Linked DNA regions of Sus scrofa: all the other regions are linked to region 1. A link is a contact called in public Hi-C data. All regions are on one chromosome and are shown on one strand. The core of a region is the stretch at or near the end of the contact, and the rest is flanking DNA. Distances in the headings are between cores, read along the strand shown. Region 1 overlaps LOC102162767 (a long non-coding RNA gene). Region 2 holds the start of FRMD6 (FERM domain-containing protein 6). Region 3 overlaps LOC102162767 (a long non-coding RNA gene).

What was found. A called contact is a pair of places that touch in the nucleus more often than the background predicts.
Region 2: a contact with region 1 is called in a Hi-C map of embryonic fibroblasts, with 4 times the contacts expected there. The contact joins the promoter of FRMD6 here to the enhancer-like site in region 1. A contact is called at or near these places in 1 of 5 promoter capture datasets (fetal skeletal muscle), 3 of 47 Hi-C or Micro-C datasets (embryonic fibroblasts and fibroblasts) and 1 of 2 datasets of contacts at active chromatin or transcription factors (skeletal muscle).
Region 3: a Hi-C map of embryonic fibroblasts shows a contact between it and region 1, with 1.7 times the contacts expected there. The contact joins two enhancer-like sites. A contact is called at or near these places in 2 of 47 Hi-C or Micro-C datasets (embryonic fibroblasts and subcutaneous adipose tissue) and 1 of 2 datasets of contacts at active chromatin or transcription factors (skeletal muscle).

What each region holds. Positions count from the first base shown.
Region 1 is chr1:181,223,635-181,228,796 of Sscrofa11.1, reverse strand. All of the region lies in intron 4 of LOC102162767 (a long non-coding RNA gene), which reads right to left. Among named protein-coding and RNA genes, the nearest start is that of FRMD6, 110 kb to the left of the region's middle. Within about 2 kb of position 2,521, at least 9 of the 83 cell types and tissues checked have an H3K27ac peak or open chromatin away from gene starts, as enhancers often do. A contact at or near this core is called in embryonic fibroblasts, where this site is marked.
Region 2 is chr1:181,335,334-181,340,495 of Sscrofa11.1, reverse strand. It overlaps FRMD6 (FERM domain-containing protein 6), which reads right to left and starts at 2,092. Exons shown (of 14, transcript XM_021101841.1): 1 at 1,818-2,092.
Region 3 is chr1:181,123,470-181,128,631 of Sscrofa11.1, reverse strand. All of the region lies in intron 1 of LOC102162767 (a long non-coding RNA gene), which reads right to left. Among named protein-coding and RNA genes, the nearest start is that of TMX1, 190 kb to the right of the region's middle. Within about 2 kb of position 2,286, at least 15 of the 83 cell types and tissues checked have an H3K27ac peak or open chromatin away from gene starts, as enhancers often do. A contact at or near this core is called in embryonic fibroblasts, where this site is marked.

The DNA.
Region 1 (5,162 bases), core at 1,272-3,771:
ACTGTCTCAGGATCCCTTCTGCCTCCTCCTCAGCTGCTCTTTGCTGAGGCCAGCACTGGCAATGCAACTCAGAGAGAACGCTTGCCTAGGGCAGCACTGACACACAGATACAACTGCCACTTTGCTCCCGTGTCAGAGAAAAATAAGCGACCTACTGTTTCTACCATTTTGCTGGCTGTAACATCCAACAATTTTTTGAAAGAAAATGAACCAATTTAAAAGAACATAATCCCTGCTTCCAAAGGAAAAGGTACTGGTGACCAGGTGAATTTAAGGATGAGAAAAGGAGGAGAGGTTGGTCCTCTTTGAGTGAAGGCCTTCATGTTATCACAGGGCTCTTCTCATTAGTAGACATGGTGCAAGCACCATGATGGTGGTGGTTCAGGTCAGCAGATGTGTGCTGGGTGCAAGGGGTGGTCAATGTTGAAGGCACCGTTCTTGTCTCTAAAAGGGTTATACTCTAGCTGTGGAGGTGGGGCATAGCCAGTAAAAAGGAACATAGCCATAGAGGGCACAAATGCAGAGCATCAAATGAGTTCAGGGAAGGGATAAGGTTCTTTGCTGGAAGACACCCTTCCACACACCAAACCTGGCTTCCTAGATTGATGGAGGCCTAGAAATGTTCAATCAATTCCTAATACAAGACTTTTTTGGCCTGACAAGTTATACTATATTGTAGTTGTAATTTCAAGCAAGCCTTTCCTAAATAATAAGGAAAGCCAAATTTTGCTTTGATTTTTTTATACTCACTTTTTCTTTCAAGATTGTTTTGGAGGGAGTATTATGCTTTTCATCTATCCATCCTTCCATCTGTCCATAAGTCTATCCATTCAGGCAGTCTTCCACCCATCCACTAACCCATCTACCCAATCAGTCATCCATCTCAATATATGAGCTATGTGCTGGGAATTCAAAGACCGTGCGGGGGGGAGGGGGATTGCCCCGGCTCCAAAGCACCCATTTCCTCTGGGTCTGCTTGCCAATCACACCTCCTAGATACAACAGTAAGCTCTTTAAATGAGTTAAATACCACAAGCATGCATTACATCAGTGGTTCTCAATGTCAATGTCAATACAAGTCACCTAGGGTTCTTGTTCAACTGCAGATTCTGATTCAAGTCAGGGTGGCCAGATTCTCCATTTCTAATTAGCTTCCAGGTAATGCTTATGGTGCCAGCCCTCAGATCACACTTTGAAAGCCAAGGTTTAATAGTGAATCAAGATGACATTGAAGTCTGGACTTTTGAACACCAGAAGGAGTCAATTTTCATAAAGTCAAGGGTAAATATACCATGACCAAATTCACTTTCTTTTCCTGCTTCAGGGAAACATCTTTACAGCAGTGTTTTAGGCTCTAACTTGTACCGCCCCTACCTTCCCCCACACTTCCCCGAGCCAAAAATTGAGTAGGGTTCATCTTTTTTTTCTATTTTTTTTCTATTTTCTCTCAAAAAAGGCAAAATGTAGCTTCAGAAATCCACTGAGAACTAGACGCACTTCAGAACAAGGGGAGGGACCCAGAGTTAATTACCCTAAGTCGGCAGAGCGTGTTAGGAATTCATCATGATCATGATTGCCTTATACTGAAGCCCCGCAGAGGCACCTGCAATTAATTTTGATGGCTACCAGCCACAGGGTACCTAACACCTAGTGGGTGATTAAGAATGAATTACGACTCTTTCATTTAAAAGGGCCCAGGAAAAAAATGGGGACAGATGCCAGATATGTTTACATTACTTATAGGGCTTAGCAATCATGAGCACTTCCATTTTTTTTCTGGCAATGCCTCTTTTTAATTTTGCCACATTTTAAGTGACACTTGTCCTTTGGTGCTGTAGCCATACTGTCCTAATGCTGCTTTTGCAAATAATAGGAATTCCTTTCTTTCTAAGATCCAGAAATCTTTGGGTATCATTCTTTCTTAGGAGAAAAGAAAGTGGTAATGAGCTCCACTATTTGATGCTAGGCATGCATTTTTTTAGTAAAAGATTATTTCATAGTAATACCTCATTAACATCCTGTGTATTCCAAGATGAATATTACATAACACTGTTTACAAAGCCCGGGCTGGGACACAGTTTTGTTCAATTACCAAAGACCTGATATATTTTTTCAGGGTCACACCAAGAGCAATCCAATCTCAAAATCTTTGGGAAATATGCCCACACTCCAAAATGCTTCCAGATGTGCCTTTCTGGGGTCAAAGAAACTCTCCTTATAGTTGGTGTTTCCTTGGCACAGTCCCAAGATTATTACATCATATTTAATGATGAAGGTAAAGCTGAGCATCACAATGATTAAAAACAAATCATATTTGAGTAGGACACCATAAGAAAGTTCTCAGAGGGTAGGAAAAAAATGGTTTACTTAAATTGCTCCATACTAATGTGCACTGTGGGGCTCTTAATGTTCATCGCCAGAAGATGCATTTGGTTAGGGCACACCAGGCTAGGATATGAATCATGGAATGCCACTCCAGGACTATTACAGGATGTGCATACGATATAAACCAGAAAGGGCTGCCTGTTAACCTCCGTGACTCATTCATTATAGCCTGTGGCTTCAAGGAAGAGTTAGGAATCAGGATGACATCAGGCGCAAGCTGAGCAAACTTGCAGCCAAGAGGAACAGAAACATCAACTTCCCAGCAGAGACCATGATGCAGAGACCCATATATTACCTTGGATCTCAGAATTATGTAACCTGTCAGTGGTGGGTGCTCTGGGGGTAGAGGGTTTTGTGCTTTTCTTTCTTTCTTTTCTTTTTTTCACCCCTTGGTATAAATATTTAAACTTCTCCATAACACGAGAGTTACAACTTACTTTCCTAGAATGAAATTCTCAAACTAATTGACAGCCAAACACTCTGTGGAATTTCTGCATGCCCACGGCTTTTTCCATTACAGAACACCCAAAGTTTTTATCTCCCTCAATTTTCACTATGTTACTGCTGTCAAGCCCTCTCAGAATCGAGGGACTCTGGTTCTTAGTTAACAAGGAAGGCACTAAGAGCATATTAGGAAGATTCCTCTATTATCTGAACTGTTCATTTGAAATCTAACAGGTAGTGTTATAAAAATTTTTGCTAGCATTGGCTTTTAAACGCTCTTACTTGGGTTTCTCAAAATCTGTTCCCTACAGAGATACTATCTCCATTCATCTTTATAACTAAGATCTTTAATAGCATCAGAAGTATGCAAGACTGAAACCCAGCCTGAGACGGATATTGTCAAGCAGTGTACTTATTATGGATATGAGCTGTTGATATTGGTTCAACTATAGTGACAATGACATACAGTGGACAATTTTTTTTTGGTTGCCCAACCTTTTTTCCCCTCCACCTCATCTTCCTAGAGTAATAATACCCCAGTTTAACTGGAGGGTGAATTATCTCCACCCTATTGGGTACAGTCTGTTCGGGCTCTTAAACTAGAGTCAGGAATGTGACAGTTCTGAGTGAACTTCAGGAGTTTCACAGGGACTATAAGAAAAGCAGTTTTCTCTTTCCTGGTGAATATGATTTTGGAAAGACCTTTCCAATGGATACTGGGAGGGGGGCTGACACAGTAGAAAGCATAGAAATCCAGCATTATGAACTGGTAAGAACCCTGCCGTGAGCCATGTTTGAAAACAGACCTATTCCTGGATTTTTACTTTTGGAGCCAATAATTCACTCTTTAGCTTAAGATACTTTGGATCAAGAATTCTATGATTTGTTACAGAAATCCAGAATTATCAGATTTTTTGACCAAGTGTTAAAAATTGTTCAATGCTACTTAATAGTGAAATTTAATAAGCTGTCTCAAGGAAGACAAAAGTGGAGGTGAATGTTTTGAATTTAGATATAATTCCCTGTTTTCATAACTTTCATCCTTTTTTTTTCTCTCTCATCAAATATTTTGTCAGGATGAAGATGCTAATAAGCACTTCAATGAGTTGATTAGGTTTTCACTGCTTTTTTCTCTGTGTCTGAGACTAGTCCCTAGTGTGCCACTAGTAAAGTTGTCAGATTGGGGCGAAAGACAAAACACAGAACATAGCTGATTGATTGATTTGATAAGTAAACAATTGAGAGGTTGCTGCACTTGTTTTTAATGGAATGATTATGATGATGATAAAAATAATAATAATAACTGTCAGCCTTTCTGGAATACTTTCTGTATGGGGAGCATAATGCAAAATACTGACATAAATTGATTCATTTCATCCTTAAACCTACCTAGGAGTAAGAGGTATGCTAGCAAACAAATTCTGGGGGATGGGAGTGTGATAGTTTGATTTGGAATATGACATACATATATAAAATACATATTTGGTGTTGATCCTTGTTTCTAGCAGAGCTCCTAAAAACCTGGGAATTTCTTAAGTGCTGAGAGTGATAAAGGTATCTTTTGTTACGTTAATGAGACGGCCTTAGGAATGCCCCTAGATCACCTAGGGATGAAGGCTGGTCAGCAGAGGAACCAGCCACTTGATGAGAGAGCCTTGGAACCCTCAGTCCCATCCCCCTGACCTCTGGGGAAGGGAGAGGGCCTGGAAGTTGAATCTATCACAATGGCCAATGATTTAATTAACAATAGCTCTGTAATGAAGTCTCCATAAAAAGCTGAAAAGAGTGGGTCCAGCGAGCTTCCAAGACAGTGGACACATGGCGATATGGAGAGAATGATGTGCTTCCTGGTACGGGAGTTCTACACCCCTCCCCACATACCTTGCCCTAGGCATCAATTCCATCCCACTGTTCCTAAATTACAGCCTGTATAATAAACTGGATATCCAGTAAGTAATATAAGTAATCCAGCAAGTAAGTGGGTTTTGTGAGCCACTCTAACAAATTAATCAAACCCGAGTAGGGAGTCTTGGGAACCCCTGATGAAGCCAGTCAATAAGAAGTGGGGGGCAGGCAGTCTCATAGGACTAAACCTGAGGAATCTGATGCTATCTCCGGTAGATAGTATCAGAATCAAGTTGAAATGTAGGACACCCAACCGATGACCCAAGCTTGCTTACTGATGTGAGGGAAATGACACACTGTCTCCCCCAACACACACACACACACACACACACAGAGTTAGAATTGGGTCTAGGAACCTAATTTAGGGAGGGAACACGGACTGAAAGAGTTCGCCAGTTTCTGTGGTATAAATACTCCCTCTATAGCTG
Region 2 (5,162 bases), core at 843-3,342, 110 kb before region 1:
ATCCAATATATTTACGAACATCCTGAAAGAGCATTCAAATGTCAGCTGTCTCATACTGTGGAGTATTTTCATTTTTCACCTAATACTTTTATTTCTCAAAACCACATCCATGGAAAATGATTAAATGCTCGAAGTTTTATACTACAAAGGACAGCAGCACAGGCATCTGTTTTCCTGCCTCTCTTCTGTTCTTCTCCCCTCCCCCACTCCTACAGGCGGTTTGTAGGTCTTGGTGGTTGTTAAAATTACTTTCTACAAGTCTCCTACTGCTATAGATTCCAAAAAACTTCTGGTCCTTTAACATTGCTGGCCCTAAATTTATGCTCTGCTCTGAAAAGAGAAATCCAAAAGTCAAAAGCCTATTTAATGACAGATGTATTACGGAAAATTTTCCCCACGAAGTTTTGATGCTGTGAAGTATCAACTCCCTAAAATCACAGAAAGGAAATGACTTACATTCTTGCAAAATGAAGCCACTAGCAGCTTTCTCCAACAGTATTCTCTAATTCCCAAACTACACCCTGTGGCAACGCGGAGTATTTCGTGCAACAACTAAATTTAAATAGATGCTTATAAAAGCAATAAACAAACAGCATCAGGGCCCACAGAAGAATAGACAGAATCCTACACGGGAAATCTAGCAAGAGATACTTTTTGTCCACAGTCAAGAAGGTTGGAGAGCACAGGCTTGAAGTCAAAAGCAACCGACAACACTTGCTGAAGTTTTCCTTCCCCGCTGAGGGCAATGCACAACTCCTAGGGGAGATACTGGCAAAACAGATTTTTGCTGAGAAATGCAAAAGAAAAGAGTGTCAAGGAGCTAATATTTCTTTGGACACTAGCTACGCAAGTGCACGGCCTGAAAACCTGCCAACTTTCATTGCAACTTTAAAATATGCTTATTTTGACAGCTTTCCATTTCTTCCTGCCTTCAAGAAAACGCCCTCACCAGTAGGTTATACTGTCCCGGTAGTCGAGGTGCTGCTCTAAGCCCTGTGGACCTCACCCGGGTGGCCCTCAACTGTCCATTCCTGACAAGTCCTGGCCCCTCCCCGAGCAGAGGCTGGGGGTCTCCATGGCCCGGGGTCCGGCCTGCGCGTCGCCAGCTCCTCCCCGAACACAAATTCTGCAGGCCGCACCCCCGACTCCTAACCCACCGAGGCCTCCTTCCGGCGTCCCCAAGCCCGAGCTCAGTTTCTGGTTCCCCCGACTAGGCACTCACGGGGACGGTGGGACAAGACGCGGCGCTCGGGTCCCTTTCCGCAGCCGGGCTAACCCGGCCGGCGCGCGCACAACAGGCGGTACCGCGCGGCACCCAAGAATTCGCGGCTCAGGGGCTACACCCGAAGCCTGGGCACAGCGACGGGACGCGACGGGCAGGCGCCCCCAACACAGGGCGCCGGCGACCACCGAGCGCGGGCACTGAGCCCGGGGGCACAGCCCGCAGCCCCAGCTGGCCTCCCGCCCTCGCCGCAGAGCCGGCCCCGGAGCTCCGCGCCTCCCTCGCTGGCCGGCTCGGCTGCCCCGGGGCCCCGTCCTCCCACCCCGGCGTAGGCGAGCTCCGACTCGCAGAGAAGCTACCTTCCCGCCCGGTGCCCGACGCCCGGAGCGAGGGAACGCGGAGAAGGCGAAGAAAGACGCAGAGAAGGGGACACTGCCTGGGCTGCGGCTCGCGACTTTCAGAAACCCTCCCGAAGCCCGGTCCAGCCGCCGCCGCCGCCACCCGGCCGGCAGGGGGCACAGTGAGCGGCCGGGGCGCGGTGGCCCGGCTAGGGGGCGGTTTGGGGGAACCCCAGGGGCCGGGTTCCCGCTCGTACCTCGGAGAAAGTCCGGAGCACCAGGTGTCGGACTCCCGTCAGCTCTCCGTGCCTTCCTGCCGGTGCCGCGCCTGCCCCACTGTTCTCAGCCCCTCGGTCAGGGTAGCCGGACTAGCGCTCCACATCCGCCCCGCCCCACGCCCACGCCTCTCGCCCCGCCCCCGCCCACGCCTCTCGCCCCGCCCCCTGAGGCTCCTCCCCCCTCCGCCCTGAGGTAGCGGGGGCGGTGGCAGAGCCGCTGAAGCCCAGCACCCAGCTCCTAGCCGCACGTGGAGCTCCTGCAGGCCCCGCCCCGGGCCCAACCAAGCGTCCAGCGGAGGGGTGCAGCGAGTCCCGGGCGGGAGAAAGCTGAGCATACCACGCCTCCGGGTCCTGCACAAGGATGCTGTATTAGAACCGCGGCGATCTAAGTCTTTCCCTCACCACGGAAACAGTGGCGCAAGGGGACACTGTCAGCTCTCCCACTTTCTGGCCTAATGGCCTTTCTTCCGTCCATCCCCCGCTCCCGGGTATCGCTCCCACCAAAGCTCAGTCGCGCTGGCTGGGGGTGGCTGTTTGGCCTGAGCTTTATTTTACTAATTCAGAATGACTGTGGGGAGGCCGTTGAGAGAGGAGGCGGTACCTGCGGAGGAGGCTTCGTGATTCCTTGCTTCCCTCCGGTCCTGCACCCACCTGCCCACCCACCACTCGGGTCGCCGCTGCTTCGCGGGTTTTATACTGGATGGAGGGGGCGCCGCAGAGGAAGCCAAGTCGCCTCCGCTAACTCTCTCTTGCCAGTTCTTCAGGTAGACGCAGCCTCTATCCGCTGTGGTTTTAGTGTCAGTGGCCCCTTAGAAATTATATTTGCCCGCTCTTTCTCGATGGTTGCCAAGGCAAGTGATGCAGAGGGCCAGTGGAAGATATTTTTATGGCACTAAGACCCAAAATCAGGAGGTTTCTTTACCACTTTTAGTTGTTGGATCTAGGGAAGGGCTAAGCATCCACTGGGACCAGCCTCCACGTGGCCTTCAGGCCCGAGACCTCCAATCTCCTAGGTCTTCTGTGGACTCCTGACCCCTGGCCAGGAGCTACAGTAGTGCTCCCAAAGGGCCCCTCACTAAAGGATGTGTCTGGACATGACAAGGAGACAAGAAGAAGGCAGAGGACCTGAGAAAGGACACTATCCCAAATCAGAAGCCAACTTTAAAATTGCCCTGCTCTTTTGATCAACCATAAATATGTAAAGCTGGCTGTTATTGGTTGAAGGCACGTTTGTGTGCCTTGTTTGCATGGCAAAAGAAATTCCGTTTGTTCATCGCGACTAAAGTTTGTAATGGTTGTTTCATTCAGCTTTTACATTCTGTGAACTGTGACATTAAAACTGAGCATTGAGAATATACCTTCGGAGCTTCTTTTTTTTTTTTTGTCTTTTTGCTATTTCTTGGGCTGCTCCCGTGGCATATGGAGGTTCCCAGGCTAGGGGTCTAATCGGAGCTGTAGCCACCGGCCCAGGCCAGAGCCACAGCAACGCGGGATCCGAGCCGTGTCTGCAACCAACACCACAGCTCACGGTAACGCCGGATCGTTAACCCACTGAGCAAGAGCAGGGACCGAACCCGCAACCTCATGGTTCCTAGTCGGATTCGTTAACCACTGCGCCACGACGGGAACTCCTTTTTTTTTTTTTTTTTTTTTTTTTTTTTTTTTTTTTTTTATGCGGAGCTTCTTTTTCTTGGTCTTGCTTACAGCATATGGTAGTTCCTGGGCCAGGGATCAAACAGGGGCCACAGCAGTGACCCAAGCCGCTGCAGTGACCACAGGGGATCCTTAATCCCCTGAGCCATGAGAGAACTTTCTCCACCCCACCCCCCAGCTTATTTCTGATAAAGCAGAGCAGCTTTTAAGGATGTTGCACTCATGAAGTTATGACTCCATTATAAGACAAGAATTGTGTTCCAATGACTGCCTTTTAAATTAGCTATATTTAACTACTAGACTAACTTAAAAATTTGTTTATTACAATGTTAGCATTTAAAAGTGGAGAATTACACTTTTCCTCTTAACATGCATTCACAAACAGTGCATATTGAACAGTAGTTGGTAAGGTCTTAATTTTATATCTAATGAGATAATCTATTTTTTCATATGTGAAGATAAATGAGACAAGTGAGGAATATATTACTATCTTGGAAAACAGTTCCTAAATCTGATTTCTTTTCAGGTTTCATGCTTAAACATCTAGCAGATAAAAACAACATATTGTTAGATTGTAAAACACTGTTGCAATATAAAATGATTAGGTAACCCAAGGAGCAAAATAATATTAAACCACTTTTTAAAATCATGTGTTTAAGATTGGATTGTCTAAAATTTGATTATAGCAAAATTTACTATATGAATATTTTTCGAATCATGATTATGTTAACAGTATGAATACCATGATAAACATAACCTCTTATGTGGTACATTTTTGTAAACTAAGTACTTTAAAACTCTTAAAATTGGTTTTATAAATCCCTGAAACATAAAATTTGGAAAGAACTGATTTGGAAAACAACACATAATCCATTCAAGATGGAAATGGAACTGAGAAAAGGTGGGTTATTTTACATGTTTCTTATCACAGGAAATTTTTTTCTGTGCTTATTACAATAAAGAGTGCAGTTTTGTAGGTAATCAAAGTTATATTTTTTGACTCTTTGATGCTGATATTTACATTTATTTTCACTGGTATGATGGGAAATTTTCCTAAATATGGGACATTGCCCATCAAGTGAAACATCATCTAAAACACATCTTAAACTAATACGGTCTCCATAGCATTTACATATTAACATAACACTATATTTTTGCTTTAATTTTATTAGGAAGAAGTTACTCATTCCATGAATTTATTGAGAATTCCCATACACCAAGTATGGGGTTAGACACACAGGGTTAGACACCAGGATTCAAATGTAAAATCATTCCTGAATCTTACAGTAATTTGAGGGAACATGTGAGCAAGTACACTGTTACTATATACTTTAATGCTTACTATGGTAGAGATATTCAGGAGGAATAATGAGAAGGCCTAGAATCTTCATAAAAGACGTCAGACATACCCTGTCAACTGAGAAAGGGAGGATGAACAAAAGTTGGGGTACAAATTGGTTGAGGTGTTTGTTCTCAAGCTTGGCAGCACATTGTAACCACCTGTAACCACCTTTCAAAACCTACTGATGCCTGTGTCACAGACATGTGATTTAACTGGTCTGGGATGTGGCCTGGGCTTAGGAATATTTTCAAGATCCCCAGATTATTCTAAATGGAGACACATGTGGGAGCCATGGGCTATGCTATCTCAGGAAGAAGGGAGCACAGAGT
Region 3 (5,162 bases), core at 1,037-3,536, 100 kb after region 1:
CAAGGGAGGGGAGAAGTGAGAGACACAATGGGCATCAGACTGAAGTCCAAGGGGCTAATCCCATTCTGGTGCCTTCACGGCCTCATTAAGCACAGTGAAGTCAGAATCATACAGTGATTCCTACACCAGGAATCAGAGCTTGGAAAACATCAGAGCACAAGGTCAGACACTGTTGAATTCTTCTGTCTTGCACTCTGTGGCTTCCTGACAAAAGGATGCATCGCTTTGTTGGTTTTCTTGCTCCTCTTCTGAAGTGAAGCACAGAGTTTCAACATGCTTTATACCAAAGTGATTATACTAAAGAACCTGGCAGAGTCACCCTGAAGGAGGCTGCCTCAGAGGAGGGAGAACCGACCAGAAATGTTTACTTCCAAGCCATAGAAATTAAGTGCCCTGGGAGAGTCAACATGTTAAGCATGCAAACAAATATTTCTTAAGCAGCCACTAGAATAGCATAAATTTACAAGGCATAGTTCTTGCCCTGAGGAGCTTATAATATTTGTTGGGGTGGGAGGGAAAGGCAAGAGATAAATATTTAGCAATTAGAACATAGTAAAACATGAGGCAGGCAAAACCAGAGGCTCTCCAGGCATTTGCCAGAGTGAAATTAGAGAGAGAAGAAACTTTTAAGACCATTTAGTCTATTAGGTGCAAGTCTCAAGATTAGTCTTCTTCCTGGACATCTAATTAGTACTACAATGGACAGTTACTAAAGGTATTATTTCTCAGGGTATGGAAATTCATGATAGGGTTTAGCAAAAAGAGGGGTAGGAACACGTGTGTACCAGAGATGGGGAGTGCAGGGGAGGGAGAGAAGAGAGGAGGGAGCGGGGGAGGAAGAAAAGAAAGGAAAGCCCAGAAGAGGAGGAGAGGAAAACCAGGGAGGAAAAGAAAGGACAAGAGAGACCCAAGAAGGGAGAAAGACACTGAGGGAGAAAGGGATCCCCAACTTAGGTCATCCCCTCAAAAAACACTAAGCTCTTTCTACCAATATCACAATTATTATAGTCACTGTCACCCTCAAATGCTTTCAAGTTCTCAAAATGTATGAGAAGCATTTAATGTGCTTGCTTCACAGAAAAAACTAAAGGAAAATGGCCCCTGAACCCATGGGACTCCTCATGGGCTGTCTGCTGGTGGGAAGTTTTGAGCACACACACAAATAGAGGACCGCCAGTCTGCTGCCGGGCAGGTCCTTAGGAACCTCGACATTTCAGGTGCTCAGATGGAGAAAAGAGTTTGTTTCAGTATTCACTGGAGTGGATAGAGATAGAAAAGATTAATTATGTCATTAAGTAGCATATAATTATCGGGCACATTTAATACACTGTATATTTATGGCAATTTTCTAAAGCAATTTTACATCATTATCTCACATTATTCCAACTAAGATTTTTACATGTTTTTCTGAATTCCAGTAGTTCTAGGAGGACCTCAGTGTACCTTCTATCCTCAACGCAGGAGGAGGGGCAGATAATATCGAACCTCTACGTGTTCATATCTAAACATTCTTCTCTCTCTCTCTCTCAATCTCTCATACCATTATGACACAGGAAGTAAAACTAGATCAGAAGCTCCAGGTGGAGATCACAGAAGAAAGATATTGCAGTTCAACACCCTTCCCTAAATGCAAATAAAATTTTAAAAGAATAAGAAATAGAAAGAAAAAAAAAAAACCCACTATCCTTAATGAAATTAGGAGAGAGCCGTAACTCCAAACCTTAGTCTCTGAGGAATGGATGCCAAGTAGAATGAAAGTGGGGCCTAAGTGAGGGAAGGCAGAAGAACAGATGCAGAACCCCCAAAATCTTGGACAGGATACAGAGTTCTTCATATGGGAAGTGGCAGGCGATTTGGATTGCAAAGCAGAGACCTAGCCCTGGGGATGTTCTCATGACTCAGGAATTTGAATGGGAAAGACTTTTGAAACATTAGATGTAATTCAGAATTTAGATGTAATCAGAAGGAAGTCGATTTGCAAAAAAAGTCGAAGGCTATTGGTTTAGAGCATGAGGTTTCGAATGTGAAAGCTTTGGGTTGAAATACTTAAAAGGTCTTCCTAGCAGCCATCGAGAAAATGGGTAGCTTTTGGTCTAAGGTTTAGCCGAATGAGAGGTAATCCTCGTGGGCTGGCCAAGGAAAACACATTTTCAGCAAGGGCAGGTGTTCGATGAGCTCCTGGCTCTGGTGAGGTTGGCTGAACCTGTAGTTTGTCAGGTCGAGCCTCCTCCACGTCAGGGATCTGAGGGGACTGTCTCCCCAACTTTGGCGATAGCAAAATAGGGCAGGACTCCGTAGCTAGCTGGCCTTACTACTGTGCTTGTCTGCTCTGGAATGCTTTAAATCAACTCTGTGGTTCAAGAGGGTCCCTTTTAAATGGCCCGAAGAACTTTCCAGTAAACCTGAGTCATCGAAAAGCAGTCCAAATATGTGTGGAGGCCTGGCTGAGCCCCAGCTCAAAAGGCCCTAAGAGCCAATTCAGGTGACTCCAGTCCTAACATCAGCTCACTGCAGGGGAAAGAAAAGAGGAGCTGCCTTTTTCACTTGAGTTGTCACCAAAACCCAGCTCTTTCCTATGTTGCCTAAACTCCATGTTAATTCTTTACCACGGCTTTTGCACCTCAATTACACTGGAGGAAAAATCGCTGCATTTTAAGTAAGAGTTGGCAAAGAAAAAGCCAAATTCTCACACACGGTTTACATAAAAATGATGATTAGTTTTTAAAAACATTTATTAGGAGTTCCCGTCGTGGCACAGTGGTTAACGAATCTGACTAGGAACCATGAGGTTGCGGGTTCAATCCCTGCCCTTGTTCAGTGGTTTAACGATCCAGCAATGCCGTGAGCTGCGGTGTAGGTTGCAGACGCGGCTCGGATCCCGCGTTGCTGTGGCTTTGGCGTAGGCTGGCGGCTACAGCTCTGATTGGACCCCTAGCCTGGGAACCTCCATATGCCGCGGGAGCGGCCCAAGAAATAGCAAAAAAAGACAAAAAAAAATAAAAATAAAAACATTTATTAGATATATGCAAGGCAAGTATAGAGCTAGTGATCAAACTTAGGTCTGTCCAATTTTGAAGTTCCAGAATATGGCACTGTTCTGCCTGGGGTTGAGTCCTGGACCTGTTGCTTTACTCCCTCTCTGACCTTGACCTTTCTGGGCCATAGTTTCCTCACCTGGAGGATGGGCCTAGTTAATACCTATTTTATTGAGTTACTGTGCTGGCTAAATCCAACATATGTAACATGTGAAGTAACACTTAACATAATGTTTGACGCATTGTATGCAGTCGATTTGTATTGGCAATTGATTGTTGCTTTAATTTACTTTTTTTTATTGTGGTAAAATATATATAACATAAAATTTACCAGTCAACCATTTTTAAGTGTATAGTTCTGTGGCGTTAAGAATGCTCACACTTGTGCAAAACTATGATCACCACCTACATCCAGAACTTTTTCATCTTCTCCAAGTGAAACTCTGTGCCCATGAAACAGTAACTCCCAGACCCTGGCAACCAACACAACCAGTCTTCTTCCTCTCTCTACGAATTTGATTACTCTAGGTACTTCATATAGGTGAAATTGTGTTCATTATCATAATAAGTGCAATTATAAGTGTCCTATCATGTTCAGCTTTTTCTTTCTTTCTTTCTTTTTTTTTTTTTTAAGCCAGTAGGACTCTTTGGCTACTTGAGTCTGTTCTCCACAAAGCACCTTAGCAAAATCTTAGTTTTCCAGGGCTAAGGATGGCCTATCTTGATTACAACCCTTCTATGAGAAAAATGCTAAAAATGCATGCAGGAAAGATTCAGGTCATGATCATGGGATTTCTGATCCAACTGACTGGTCTAACGCACTATTTGATTTTTAGAATAAGGTTCGTAATCCAACATTCCAGTTTTATCTAACCAAGTTACAGAAACCCTGGCCATCCAAATCCTTGGATAAACAATTATTTTTAGGTATGTCTTCTGGATCATTGAAGATTGAGATGCATAAGCATCAACATTTTAAACATTTAAAAAAGAAATGTTCCCTAAATGAATTACATACTTACGTTTTTTAAACATCACATAGTCAATAGTTTAAATTTTACTTCATGACTCAGGACCATTATAACCAACACCAATTATCATATGCTTCAATACAATAACGGCCTTAGGATCTACTGAATTTGTTGGTTCTTAATTCACACTAAACAGCCCCAAAGCAACTTTGTTTTTTGACCTTTCATTTACATTAAATGAATAGGGTTTTTCCCTCTACTCAATTCCTTGTTGTAACATCTCTAACTAGCTCTTCTCTCAAACATTAATGTCATTGCCAAGGGGGGATTCAAATGATTAGGTGCCTGAAACCTATACTATTGAGCAGGGGGAAGGGAGAAGCTCTTTAAGAACACAAAATGACAGACACAAAATTAGATAGCAAATTGGACAATGTGGGTTTTTCTGAAAGACACTCCCACTCTGGGTCAGCTAATAGTGACTTAACAATGCACAGAAGTGGCTGTAAAATAGACAAATATATGCCAATAAACCCTAATCTCCTTCACTTAGCTGGAATCCAAAAATACCTGCAGCCACTCCAGTGCCATCTTACAGGAGGTGAAGTGTGCTGGAGCACAAGTCAGAGGGGCAACAGGCAGTCCTAACTACCTGAGGCTAAAACATCTTACCTTTGCAAATTTTAGAAACCTCATGATATGGTAAACACGTTATGGAGGTTTCTTACTATGGATCTGCCTCAATAGTGGTCTGATATAAGACTACACCCTTCTCACCGATCAAGAGCTAGAAAACCAGAATGCCAACCTTGACAGAGCTCTGTACAAAGTGAGAATGAACGGCCTCTGAATAAACCCTGAGAGCATCTCCTTGAAATAGCACATATGATTTCTGTCCACAGAATTTGAGACATAAGCATAAAAGCTCTCCAGTTTATCTTATTTGTGTGTTTCTCCCAGTGAGGAAAAAACTAGTGGATCTGTTCGGGTCCCTTTTTAAGAGCATTCCCTTAGAATGCATAGTTTTGAATATGATTTACATTAAGATAAACATGACTATATGTGGTTGGGTACTCTTTTCAGTTGTTAAAAATTCAAGACTTGGCCTCTTAAGGTTTCTAATAAAAGGCAAAACCAGTTGTTTGTGTCTCCCTTT